2 separate regions of the Sus scrofa genome follow, and region 2 is linked to region 1. A link is a contact called in public Hi-C data. All regions are on one chromosome and are shown on one strand. The core of a region is the stretch at or near the end of the contact, and the rest is flanking DNA. Distances in the headings are between cores, read along the strand shown.

Region 1 (6,486 bases), core at 1,338-3,837:
TCAGAGTTCCCGTCATGGCGCAGTGGTTAACGAATCCGACTAGGAACCATGAGGTTGCGGGTTCGGTCCCTGCCCTTGCTCAGTGGGTTAACGATCCAGCGTTGCCGTGAGCTGTGGTGTAGGTTGCAGACGCGGCTCGGATCCCGCATTGCTGTGGCTCTGTCGTGGGCCAGTGGCTACAGCTCCGATTAGACCCCTAGCCTGGGAACCTCCATATGCTGTGGGAGCGGCCCAAGAAATAGCAAAAAGACAAAAAAAAAAAAAGAAAAAAAAAAGACATTTCAAAGAACAAGAAAGACATCCCAGGAATGAAAAAAAAAAAAAAAAAAAAAGAAAAGAAAAGAAAAAAAAAGCAGGAATGAAAAATTCACTAAATGACAGATAAAATTGAGGAAACCTACCACAAAGATAAAGCAGAAAATGAAGACCTGGCAAGTACATAAGAATGGATTTTAAAAATATAAATAAAGGACCAGCGTAAGACGTCTAAGATTCAAATACTATGAGTTCCAGACAGTGAAAACCTGAGAGCTGAACGATATAAATTTTAAGCCTGAAAGGGTCCATCATGCGGACATGGCACAGTGGGTGAAAAAAGACCCACTGGGCATATGGCACTGGACAAGGTTTGGGGCTGACACTGGATTTCCAGAGCTGCCAGCTTTAGACACTTAGGGATCCAGCACTGAGAGAAGGCATGGGCAATAAGTTAGCAGGGAAAATCCCCTAGAACTTGAAACCAAACTGTCAATTAAGGTTATCTAGAAGAAAGACACTTTTGGATGCTTAAAGTCTCAAAAAATTTACCCTCCATGCATACTTTTTCAAGAAGCTTTTGAGGGTATACTTTGCCTAAGCAAGGGAGCCATAGATGCAGAAAAAGAAAGATACAGGGTTGATCACAGTGACCAAAGGCACAGGAAGCCCCCAGCCTAGGGTAAGGGAGCTCCTCCCGGGAAGGCCCACAGGTCAGCTCTCCGTCCTGGAGCGGGTTGGAAGGCTCCCAGAGATGCTTCCTTAGGAGGTGAAACAGGAAACAAGATGTGTGTGAACACATGAAAGGGGGGTTTTGCAGCTACAGGAAATGGTAGGAATAAATGAGTGGTAAGTCATGACTGCTTTGGAGTTCCCGTCGTGGCACAGTGGTTAACGAATCCGACTAGGAACTCTGAGGTTTCGGGTTCAATCCCTGGCCTTGCTCAGCGGGTTAAGGATCGGCGTTGCCATGAGCTGTGGTGTAGGTTGCAGATGCGGCTCAGATCCCTAGTTGCTGTGGCTCTGGTGTAGGCCAGTGGCTACAGCTCCTATTAGACCCTAGCCTGGGAATCTCCACATGCCTCGGGAGCGGCCCTAGCAAAGGCAAAAAGACAAAAAAAAAAAAAAAAAAAAAAAAAAAGTAATGACTGCTTAGTTTCCAGAAAGCTAAGAAAAATGATAACTAAGACAATGATTAAGTCTGGGAAAAACTAATTTTTTTTTTTTTAAATGAAAGGGCATCATTGCTCAGCTCTCAGAGTGGACCACAGTCTGAATCCATCAAAAGATGTGAAGACCCTGGAGTAAGAGAAGGAGAGAGGGCAGGTTGGGAGAACAGCTATTGTGGGGAACAATCCTCAGAGGCCCAATGATTTTTTTTTTTTTTCCTGGCTGCACCCATGGCACATGGAAGTTCCCAGGCTAGGGGTTGAATCAAAGCTGCAGTTGCTGACCTACACCACAGCCACAGCAACGCAGGATCCGAGCGGCATCTGTGACCTACACCACAGCTCACGGCAGTGCCAGATCCTTAACCCACTGAGTGGGACCAGGGATTGAACCTGTGTCCTCATGGGTACGAGCTGGGTTCATTGCTGCTGAGCCACAGCAGGAACTCCTCACACCCCATCTTCGACATGAAGGGAAAAAACTTCCTTAGATCTAGCAACTCAGAGCTCAGAGGTTTTTCACCTAGTGGCCTGGACAAGTGGTCCCTGCCATCTTTTCCCATGGCTAAAGTACCAGCCTGAAATGGTGAGCTGTCACTCACACCTTCAGCCCAGATCTGGTGGCAATTTCAGATCACACCTTCTCAATGACACTGGACAGCACTGGGACAGGATTCCATAGCAGTAAAGCTGTAAAGAATTAAATGAGCAGGAGTTCCCATTGTGGCTCAGTAGGTTAAGAACCCAGCTAGTATCCATGAGGATGCGAGCCGCATCTTCAACCTACACCACAGCTCACCGGATCCTTTAACCCACTGAGCAAGACCATGCTTCCAGGATGAAAATGCTCCTTGCCTTCCAGCAAGTTCTTTAAAAAGTGACTATTTCCTACCTTGCCCAGAAAGGAAAACATGCAACGCAGAAGCAGGTATGGTGTTGATTAAGAGCTGCAATACCTATCTGTAGGTCAGCTTTCCCCAAGAAACAGATTGAGCCCTAGCATCATAACCAGATCAGATTTAACCAATCTGTTTCAGAAGACAAGAAGTTCTACAAATTAACCTCACAAGGAGAGTTCACCTTGAGTAGTCTTGACTCAGAACATGTCCTGCCAGTTGACCAGGGCATGCTGGGTTCTTCAAATATCTGCAGAGCCTAATGACATTGACTTTTCCAAACCAGAACACAAAGCTAATAAACTACTGACAGTGAACATGATTTGTTCCTCGGAGGAGCTGCAGGGTTGGGTTTGCCAATGAAGAGCTTGCTGTCAACATTATCTCATTAGGAAGCAGCCAGCAAAACAGAACAACCCACTCAGTGCCCAGATCTTGGTTTTTCTATTTATTTTCCTATAAAAGGAACCGGGGCTCCTTGGAGAAATGGCTCATTCTCAGACGAGGGTGGTAAATAAACAAGATGATCAGCTTGGAATAATGTATTAAAGGACACAAGAGTCCAGAAGAAAGAGCGCCCAGTGGCAAAGCTGGAAGAACCTGAGCAACAAAGAATAATTGGGAGTTCCTGTCCTAGTGCAGCTGTAACAAACCCGACTAGTATCCATGAGGACGAGGGTTCCATCTCTGGCCTCCACTCAGTGGGTTAAGGATCCAGCGTTCTGGTAAGCCTCAGTGTAGGCTGCAGACGTGGCTCGGATCTGGCACTGCTGTGGCTGTGGCGTAGGCCGGCAGCTGTAGCTCCTATTGGACCTCTAGCCTGGGAACTTACATATGCCGCAGGTGCGGCCCTAAAAAAAGACAAAAAAAGAAAAAGAAAAAGAAAAAAAAGAGATGTAGTATTGAATTACTTTCCACAGCATACAATATATACCAATGAGTCCATATTGATATAAACAAGGGCAAATCTCCAGCACAGAATTCCAAGTAATTTATCTGGATACCCTCAAGGAAGGGGGGCATATCTCCCCACTCCTGAAATGTGAGCTGACCATGGTAACTTCTTTCCAAAGCGAGGTCAGGATGGAAAGGGGGAAGAAGGCCTTCAGAGTGGAGGAACCTGGCAAACGTGACCTTGGCCAGGCGATCAAGGTCAACATCATCAGGATGGCTCGGTTGCTGGCAGGTTCTCTTGATAAGATGTGATGAGAATGGCATTTCCCGCATGTGGTTTTCCTCCCCAAAGCCCCTAAGCCCAGTCTAACCATGAGAAAACTCCAGACAGACCCACATTGAGGTCCATCCTACACATAACCCAACCAGTATTCCTTGAAACTGGGAAGGCCACAGAAACAAAGTCTGAGAAACTCTCACAGACCAGAAGAGACTATGGAGACAACTGTACTGTAGTAACATGGATGGGGCCCTACAACAGAAAAAGGACATGAGGAAAAAGCTAGTGAGATCTCGATAAGCTGTGCAGTTTCGTTCATAAGAATGTACCAAGGTTGGTTCCTCAGTTGTGACGAATGTACCACAGCACAGTAAGATTGTGAGGTGAAAGTTCTGTGCTATTTTCACCATGCTTCTGTAAACCTAAAATAATTCTAGGAGTTCCCTGGTGGCTCAGCAGGTTAAGGACCTGGTATCGCCACTGCTATGACTTGGGTCACTGCTGTGTTGAGGGTTCCATTCCTGGCCCGGGGACTTCCACACACTGCGGGTGTGGCCAAAAAAATTCTTTAAAAAAAAGTAAGAAAAAAAAATAGACAACCCGTACCCCACTCTTTTGACAGACTATGATTCTTTTTCTGAAGACCAGGCACTGACCATGAAATTTTCACTTTTGAAACACTAATTTTGAATTTTTTTTTTCAAATTAGTGTTTCAAATTCAAACTAAATTTGAATTTTGAAACACTAATTTGTATTTCAAGATACAATCATCTCGAATAGAGTATATAGACACACCTTCTGTCTCCATGATCATTAGCTGCTTCTTTTTAGAATTGTATTAGCCTCTGTAGAAATTGACCCAAAGGGTTTCAGCCTTTTTATACACAACCTTAACATGAAGTTTCTCTGGTTAGCATATGTGTTACAGTCACATTTCTTTTTTTTGGCTTTTAAGGGCCACACCCACAGCATATGGAGGTTCCCAGGCTAGGGGTCTAATCGGAGCTACACCTGCTGGAGTTACAGCTGCTGGCCAACGTGGGATCCAAGCTGCGTCTGTGACTTACACCACAGCTCATGGCAATGCCAGATCCTTAACCCACTGAGCAAGGCCAGGGATCCAACCTGCGTCCTCATGGTTCCTAGTCAGATTTGGTTCTGCTGAGCCACGACGGGAACTCCATACAGTTACCTTTCTTTCTCTTTCTTTCTTTTCTTTCTCTTTTTTCTACAGATTGAAGGTTTTTAAAAATTTTTTATATGCTGTTCTTAAACAAAGTTTTACTGAAGTGCAGTTGAGTCACAAGGTTGTGACAACTTCTGCTGTGCAACAAAGTGATTCAGTTACACAGAGGCACCCATCCATGGTCACATTTCCAGTGAGGGCTTGATTGGCAGATCAATGAGTAATGCAACATCTTCTTTAGAGGACCTCTTAAGCAGGTTTCAGCTTTTGTTTTCGTTTTTGTGTTTTTGCTTTAAAAAATGTCAAGCTTTATTGAAGTGTAATTTACAGATAATACAGTACAAGTGGCTAGTTTTTTTTTAGTTGCGCCTATGGCATGCGGAAGTTCCCAGGCCAGGGATCAAATCTGTGCCATAGCAGTGACAATGCTGGATCCTCAACTACTAGGCCACTAGGAAACTCCTGGATTAGTTTTGACAAGTGTATATAGTATGTTGTTATTCTCTGTTGGGAGCAGTATTTAACTTTTTATTTCCAAATCCAAGTCATAGTGAGCTAAGTTATGTCAAAGTTTAACCGTATACTAAGATCCCCAAATAGGTTTAGGGTGTACAGAAAGGAAGCCCCGACCCTTACAGAAATAACACTTCTGAGCCCAAGCTGCCACAGTTGGAGTCAAAATGACCAGGACCACAAAAGAGCGTCTCTCCCAAGAACTTCCTCATCCAGAGTCAGTCCCTGACCTGCCCTGGGACTGAGTCTCTTTCCCAAGAACTTGGGATTTGAAGAAGCTGATTGTCTCCATCAGCATCTGAACTCAGAGAACATACAAACCCAGCCATGGCAGGACAACACTTTTCCACATGTCCCGAGAGGATTCCATTGCACAAAGGAACACAGCCAAGAGCTCTGGTTTTGCCTTGACTTCCGGGAGCTGCTGATCAGGCTTTTGAGGAACTCACAGAGCTGTCTCCATTACCCTGAGTAATCGGGTTAGTACTAACTCAGACATTCTTAACCCTGCAGTTAGAACGGAAACACATGCAGCTGTTTTGAGTTAAAATAGTTGGCCCTGCGCATCATTTTTATTTTGAGGTTTTACTTAGAAAGAAGGGTTCAACTTAGGTTTAATTAGGTTCAAGTCTTTACCGGGTAAACCAGCGGTTAACCCTCAACAATACTGCATACATAGAGGTGATTACAAGCTTGGCTGTGGACCCTGCGCTTGGTGAATTAGTTGATTTACATGCTGGGGCCAGCTCCTTAGCGCACCTCAGATGACCTGACCGCCCGCACGTCTGCAGCCTCAGGCTCAGGAGCCCGTGATCTGCGCAAAATGCTCCCACCAGTGCCGCGCAAGGCAAACATGGCTCAAACTTAGCTCTCATCATTGTAAAAGGTTTCCTGGGACCACAGTAAATGCTGACAGTGGGGCCGTCGGCAGGTGGTGAGATTAGGATTGATTTTATTTTCCTCTTTGTATATTTTTCCCTCTTTTGCACAAAGAGTGGATCTTCTTTTTTTCTGGCTCTGAAAACATTTTAGAATAGAAAGGACCCTGTAATCTGTCTTCACAGATAAAGTCAGTCTCCGTATGTGCTCATGACAGGGGTGGGGCAGTCTTGTTTTGGGCGGGGGGTGTTTCACAGCCAGTGCCATACACTCCAGGCCGCAGGGACACCGATTTAATTTTCTTGGGGGTGGGATTGGGGGCGGGGCAAAACAAGGCCAGACACCATCAGATACACACACCTGTCTTGCTTGAGTTTTCACAGAGGGCTGATGTAGACCTGAGGGATGCTATT
Region 2 (6,486 bases), core at 2,950-5,449, 270 kb after region 1:
CTGCCTGTATAGTGGCTGTGGGTAATGAAGATTTGGGAACAGCCCCTCTCCTCTCTCAAGGACGCACTCTCCAGCCCTTGCAGAAGGCACGTGGCTTTCCGTCTTGATTCTCAGGGCATGCGGGGATCACCATGGGTGAACAGAGAAACCTCTTCCCTCGAGGCTTTCTTCTCTGTGATGTGTCTCTGCTCATGCAGTGCAGTCTGGGCTTGCTGCTGGAGGGGTTGAGAGTGTGGGCTGGGTGAGGAATTTCAATCTAGAGGGTGGAAGATAGGAGGACAGTGTCATGGGAGGGGGCTGGATTTGTGAGGCTTGTGGAAAAGAGAGTCAGACTCTTCCCACTATCCAAGAGCAGCTAGGAGAGCCCAATTCTGTTCTTTGCTTTGGCACAACCATGATCCTGTTCATATTCTATCACCCTGCTCTTCCTAGGCTTGGAGCTACTTGAATGTAGAGACAGACTTGGTTCAAATCATGATGTCCTATCACCTCTAACACATTCCCTCTCCGTCCACCCGAGACACCTTTTATAATCACAAGTGCAGTGATTTCACTTCCTTGTCTAAAGCCATACAGTGGCTTCCATTACTCTTACGAAAAAGAATGAAACCTGTAGCTTAACTTACCAAGGCCATATGTGATCTAGCCCCTGCCAGCTTCTCCATCCTCATTCTCATCTCCTGCCCCTCCAGGCCTCCTCCTTAGACACCACTGTATTTCCAGAATGTTCTAGACTCCTTCAGACCACAGGGCCTTTGTACATGCTGTTCCCCCACCACCACCGGGACCATCTTCACTGGACTCACTCTCATTTACCCTTAGGCTTTCGGTCCCAAACTTCGCTGAACCTTAGAATGGCCTAGGGAGTAGTACAAAATGCTGATGTCCAACTTCACCTCATACCAGTTTAGTCGGAATCTATAAATTCTGAGAAGGGAGGCTCACACCAAAAAAAAAAATTTTTTTTTTTTGCCTTTTTAGGGCCTCACCCACAGCATATGAAGGTTCCCAGGCTAGGGTTTGAATCAGAGAAGTAGTTGCGACTACACCTGAGCCACAGCAACTCGGAATCCAAGCCATGTCTTTGACTTATACCACAGCTCACGGCAATGCCAGATCCAATGCCAGGTATCGAACCCTTGTCCTCATGGATACTAGTTGGGTTCGTTAACCACTGAATCACGATGGGGACTCCCCCAAAAAGTATTTTTAAAAAGCTCCCCAGGTGATTTCAATCTGCAGCCAAGTTTGAGAGCCAGTTCTTAGATGAAATCATTTCTCCACAAAGGTGCCTGGTTTCCTCATCTCCCAGTCCAGTTTGGGTTCCTCCATTCCACCTTCTAGTTCTCTGTACTTTTCAGCATTAGTTGATTGCCTCTCCTGATAGACTGTGTCTGTTGTCTTGCTTTCTCTATTCCTAAGGTGTAGCACAGGGCCTGGCATTGAGGAGAGAAGCATGAAAGCTGGCCTGATGTTGTCTTAGTTTTCTCATTACCAACAGCTGGACCTCGCCAAAGTATGGGAAGCTGCAGCTCAAAGGGGGCTCAGGCGCCTGCCGCCACATGGTGTGAGTCAATGGAACAGCTGCAAAGCAGAGGAGGGCTGGAAGGCAACCCCCATTCCATCACCTGGGAGAGTGTTTCCTTGCCGCTGGGAATGCATCGATTGCTGGGCCATGGCAAGAAGCAGAATTATCAAGGACTATATTTGATCATTGGGCAGCCCTCCCACAAAGGATTGGCCTCTTAATGTATTTTTAATTAACTGTCTTCAAGCATGAACATTCACCAAGAAAAACATTCTCAATACTCAACAGTCAAAGGATATTTCCACTTGACTGTTACTCATTTTTTTTTTACTGGGGTGTAGTTGATTTACAATATTATATTAGTTCCAGGTGTACAACATAGTGATTCAAAATTTTTAGACATTATACTCCATTTATAGTTATAAAATATTGACTATTCTCTGTGCTGTACAATGTATTGTTATTTACCATATTTATTTTATACATAGTAGTGAGTACCTTTTAATCCTGTACCCCTGTCCTGCCTCTTTCCCTTCCCTCTCCCCACTGTTAACTAGTTTGTTCTCTATATCTGTGGGTCTGTTTCTTTTTTGTTATACTCACTAGTTTTACTATTTAGATTCCACATATACGTGATAACATTATTTGTCTTTGACTGACTTCACTTAAGGCCCAACCTTGTTGTTGCAATTGGCATTATTTCATTCTTTCCCATGGTTGAGTAATACTCAATTGTATATATGTACCACATCTTCTTTATCCATGCATCTCTCTCTCTCTCTCTCTGTCTCTCTCTCTCTCTCTTTTTTTCTTTTTAGGGCTGTACCCGAGGCATATGGAAGTTCCCAGGCTAGGGGCTGAATCAGAGCTACAACTGCCAGCCTTCACCACAGCCACAGCAACACCAGGTCTGAGCCGTGTCTGCAACCTACACCACAGCTCACAGCAAAGCCGGATCCTTAACCCACTGAGTGGGGTCAGGGATCGAACTGGCATCCTCATGTATACTAGTCGGATTTGTAACGTACTTAGCCACAACAGGAACTCCCTATCCATTCATCTCTTGATGGACACTTTGGTGGCTTCCATGTCTTAGTTATTGTAAATAATGCTCCTATGAACACTGGGATGCAAACTGTGACACTGATGGTATATTTCTTGAATATTCACTGGTACGGACTATAAATTAAAAATAATAGAGCAATATATTTACATGAAAGCAGTTTAACAGTATCAATACAGCTTTAAAATGTACTTTATGGAGACCAGAAACAGGCTGAATTTATGGCAGTCAACACGCTACATTGAAGGGTAGTGTAAATATGATATCGAATGTAACTAAAGACATGATGTTCATGTCTAATGAATTGTATAATCCAAGACAATCCTGGAGTATCAATAACTTTGTCCTTTTTTTCTGCATTCAGTTTTACAGATGTGTTGCATTATATCGTAAACATGGAAAAATATCTTAAGGAAGGATAAGGTAAGAAGCAGAAACATCTAATGAAGAGACACTTGAACTCCACATCTACCAGTAGATTTTGCCTCTAACTCTTTCTGCAACTGTGGATGACTCATTTTAGTGTGCTTATTTCTCAACCCTTATTATGAGAGTAATAAAATTTGCCTTTAAAGTCTCTATTTAAAAAAAAAAAAAAACTCTTGGGAAGTTGGGTCCAATGGAAAAACAAAATACTTGAGGATATGGCTAGCCCGTGCTAGGAATTTTATAAGCAGTTCACCAAGACTTTTTTTTTTTTTTTCCAAATGATTTGCAGGATATGCAAAATGTATTTTAAGCCGAATGTCTTGGACCAAAAGCCACACACAATAACCTGTCCCAAAAGCAATTATCACATCAGGACACACCCGTCGGGACTCAACATTCCTATTTCAAGTCTGTCCAAACACCGCAGCCCATGTGTCTAATGGCTTTGACAGGAGGGTGAGATCTAGCATCTGTGAGAGCCTTATTTAACTGAGCAGGAAATGGATGTTTGCCGAACCAAAGTCTTGCAAGTCAAGAAATACCTATCTTGTGAACAGGATTTATGGTTTCATTCCAAAGAGGAGAAGAAGTAAAAGCAAAATGGACAAAATTTAAATCCATAAAGAAATCACAGCTCTGGAGCCCATTTTCCAGTGGGAATTGAGAGTGTTTGTGGAACAGTTTGGCTTGAGAGGTAATCTCCTTGAAACACAAGGACTTTCCTGAGTGTGTGAAAGTATTTGGACCTCTGAGATCTCTGAGATTTCAAGTGTAACTTTCAATTCAGGCATTGCCTTTTCCAAGAGAGCTTTGCTTCCTCCCTCTGTTCTCTTGGTTAGATTTTTTTTTTTTTATATGGTCGTTGTTTTTCACTGAGTTTCCTTATTGTTTTGGAATTGTCCTCTTCTCCATTAGATTGTGTGTCATTGATGGGTGACCATGGATGTGCTTCACTCAAATTATTCTTTCCGTAACTAGCATGGTTTGAACTAGAATCAATCTTGTTCAAGAGATGAATGCTGTATCAATGGACAAAGGAATGAATACAGTCTTTACCATTATAAGCTTGGTACGGTGTAGGTGGATGCTTGGAATTCAAGTAAGTAAAGCTTGTCAAGGGCCACTCTTGTTTGCGCCTGACTAACAATCTTGCGTCATCCAAAGGCTGAGTGTCCAGCATGTCAGGAAGAGTTGTGGTTCCATTTAGTCAGTGTGTTTTGGCAGTGTTGGCTTCTTGTAGTTGCCTGATGCAGTGATGTAGGGTGAATGGAAGCCCAAAGTTATTTCTCAACAAGAAAAGTCTGTCTTCTTCTATGGCTTCTCTTTCCTTATGTCGGAAAGGAAATACTACCTTAACACATCAATCCCTAAATCATTTAAACAATTGCTTAACAAAGATGGTCAAGAATTATTCTAGTTCAGTGTGATTCCAGAGGAAATTCTGTCTTGGCTCAAGGGCTGGGTGGCCTTTGGTTTCTTTTAGGTACTTTCAGGAAGTCTCAGAGTTATAGGTGGAATGTTTAGATCAATCAGGCATATGGGCAAGTGGGTCAGTGGATTCTGGGTCAGAGCCAGGCCCTTGACCTGATAATCAGAGGTAGTTTGTTGAGGCACAGAAGAAAGGGGCGGAGTCCTGCAAAACTATGGTGTGAACTGGAGAAAAGATAGATAAGCTAAAATTAAAAGGTAACTAAGATGACTTATTATTATTTTTTTTAGCAGAGGAAGTGTGATGTGTAATTTTTTTCCCAAAGAACACTCAAATTCCCTAAAAAAATTGGCTGATTTACACTACAATGGGTGCATAAATTATTCCAATTCTTAAAATACTAAGGTAAAATTTTGTGAGAGAAAGTGTCTTTATTTAAAACTGTTGTTCTGCCAGTTTATGCAGAAATAGATGACTTTACATAATCATGGTTAAAAAGCCCACTCTACACAAAAGGATAGACCCCTTAACATTCCTGAATGGCTGAAGTTAGCTTAGCTTTATCTGTGGTTCCCAGGGCCTCCAACCTAAGGAATATTGTGCTTTATAATTCTCTCTCTCTTTTTTTCTTTTTATTGCTGCACCTGCTACATATGGAAGTTCCCAGGTTAAGTGTCACATTGGGGCTGCATCTGTGACCTATGCCTTGGCTTGCAACAATGCAGATCCTTAACCCACTGAGCAAGGCCAGGAATCCTCACAGAGATAGCATCAGATTCTTAACGCACTGAGCCACAACAAGAACTCTAAGCTTTGAAACTCTCTGTCCCTGCCTAAATTTACTTTCTGAAACCCTGCAATATTTACTGAGAGAGTCAATAAAACCCAGTAACAGCAGCTACACTGTTTATTCATGAAAGTGTATCTTTTGAGTAGAAAATTTAAAAAGCATTCATGGACATGCTCTTGTGACAACAATAAGGAATCCATTAATTTCTGTGCTCATATTCTACCTTAACTTCTTACAAACGTTACAATTTAGGTCATGCTCTTTTCACCAATCAATCAGTGAAGAGTAGGACAAAATACTAAGTCAGCATGCTTTATACATCTAAGATATGCATCTTTCATTCAGCATGTAGGATTTCCTTATAGTAAAGCTATAGGGGCCATCACAAGAAAATATCTTTCTAAGTTCTATTTTTCTTTTTTTTTCTTTTTTGCTAATATCAACTATGTGTCAGACACCACACTAAATATTTTGTATTTCATTTATTCCTCCCCACGGCCCTTGAGAGGTGATGCAGTTCTGGACATGTTATAGATGTCTAGGTGTGGAAATGCGCTCAGAGACACAGAGGCTTGGGTCACCTGTCATGGTTTGTTGATAGAGAAGAATTTGAAAAGAGGTCTGGCAACCACCAAAGCTCCAGTTTGAACTCATTTCAATATCATGTCTTTCATGAACAAAGCCCAATACAGGGCTCAAAACAGGTTATAAGATGTTTTCACTCTAATTTAGAAAACAAAGCCAAACGTAAAACAAGGAAGGTGCATGAAAGCAAGAGTAATATAATAAGCCACGCTGTATCTTGACTTTCACACTTCTAATCTATAAACCAACTCCAAGTGAATTCTAAGCTACTTTTAGGAACATTCCTTTTCTTTCAAGAATAATTACAAATAAATTGCTTAAGATCTATGGCATTCGAAGAATTTATGAGTTCGTGCTTCCCAGAATGTTGGAGAATCATCAATTCTCCATGAGTGACATGGATCCAGGTGGGTTGGAGAAAGATAAGGGCAGAGGAAGAGGATGTAGGAAGATTTTGAGGTGTTAGGGTCTGATCTCTCCTTTTCCTTTCTAAATGGAAGTCAAATTGGGGAGATGAGTTGATGGGAAGATGTCCCCACTTTTCAAAAGGATAATTACTGAATTCAACTGTGTTTTTAAATGTACTGGAAAGACAAGGCATGGCTTCTTGAAGAAGGTTATATGGTGTGTTATGTCCAAAAGGGCTATTGGGCCATTAAACA

Evidence for each region. Hi-C and Micro-C count contacts between places; a contact is called where the count stands out from the background.
Region 2: a Hi-C map of liver shows a contact between it and region 1, with 4 times the contacts expected there. The contact joins two enhancer-like sites. A contact is called at or near these places in 2 of 5 promoter capture datasets (fetal liver and liver), 30 of 47 Hi-C or Micro-C datasets (adipose tissue, alveolar macrophages, blood and 16 more) and 1 of 2 datasets of contacts at active chromatin or transcription factors (skeletal muscle).

What each region holds. Positions count from the first base shown.
Region 1 is chr16:4,112,089-4,118,574 of Sscrofa11.1, forward strand. All of the region lies in intron 8 of ANKH (progressive ankylosis protein homolog), which reads right to left. Among named protein-coding and RNA genes, the nearest start is that of OTULIN, 52 kb to the left of the region's middle. Within about 2 kb of position 2,588, at least 3 of the 83 cell types and tissues checked have an H3K27ac peak or open chromatin away from gene starts, as enhancers often do. A contact at or near this core is called in liver, where this site is marked.
Region 2 is chr16:4,384,667-4,391,152 of Sscrofa11.1, forward strand. No RefSeq gene overlaps it. Among named protein-coding and RNA genes, the nearest start is that of ANKH, 120 kb to the left of the region's middle. Within about 2 kb of position 4,200, at least 2 of the 83 cell types and tissues checked have an H3K27ac peak or open chromatin away from gene starts, as enhancers often do. A contact at or near this core is called in liver, where this site is marked.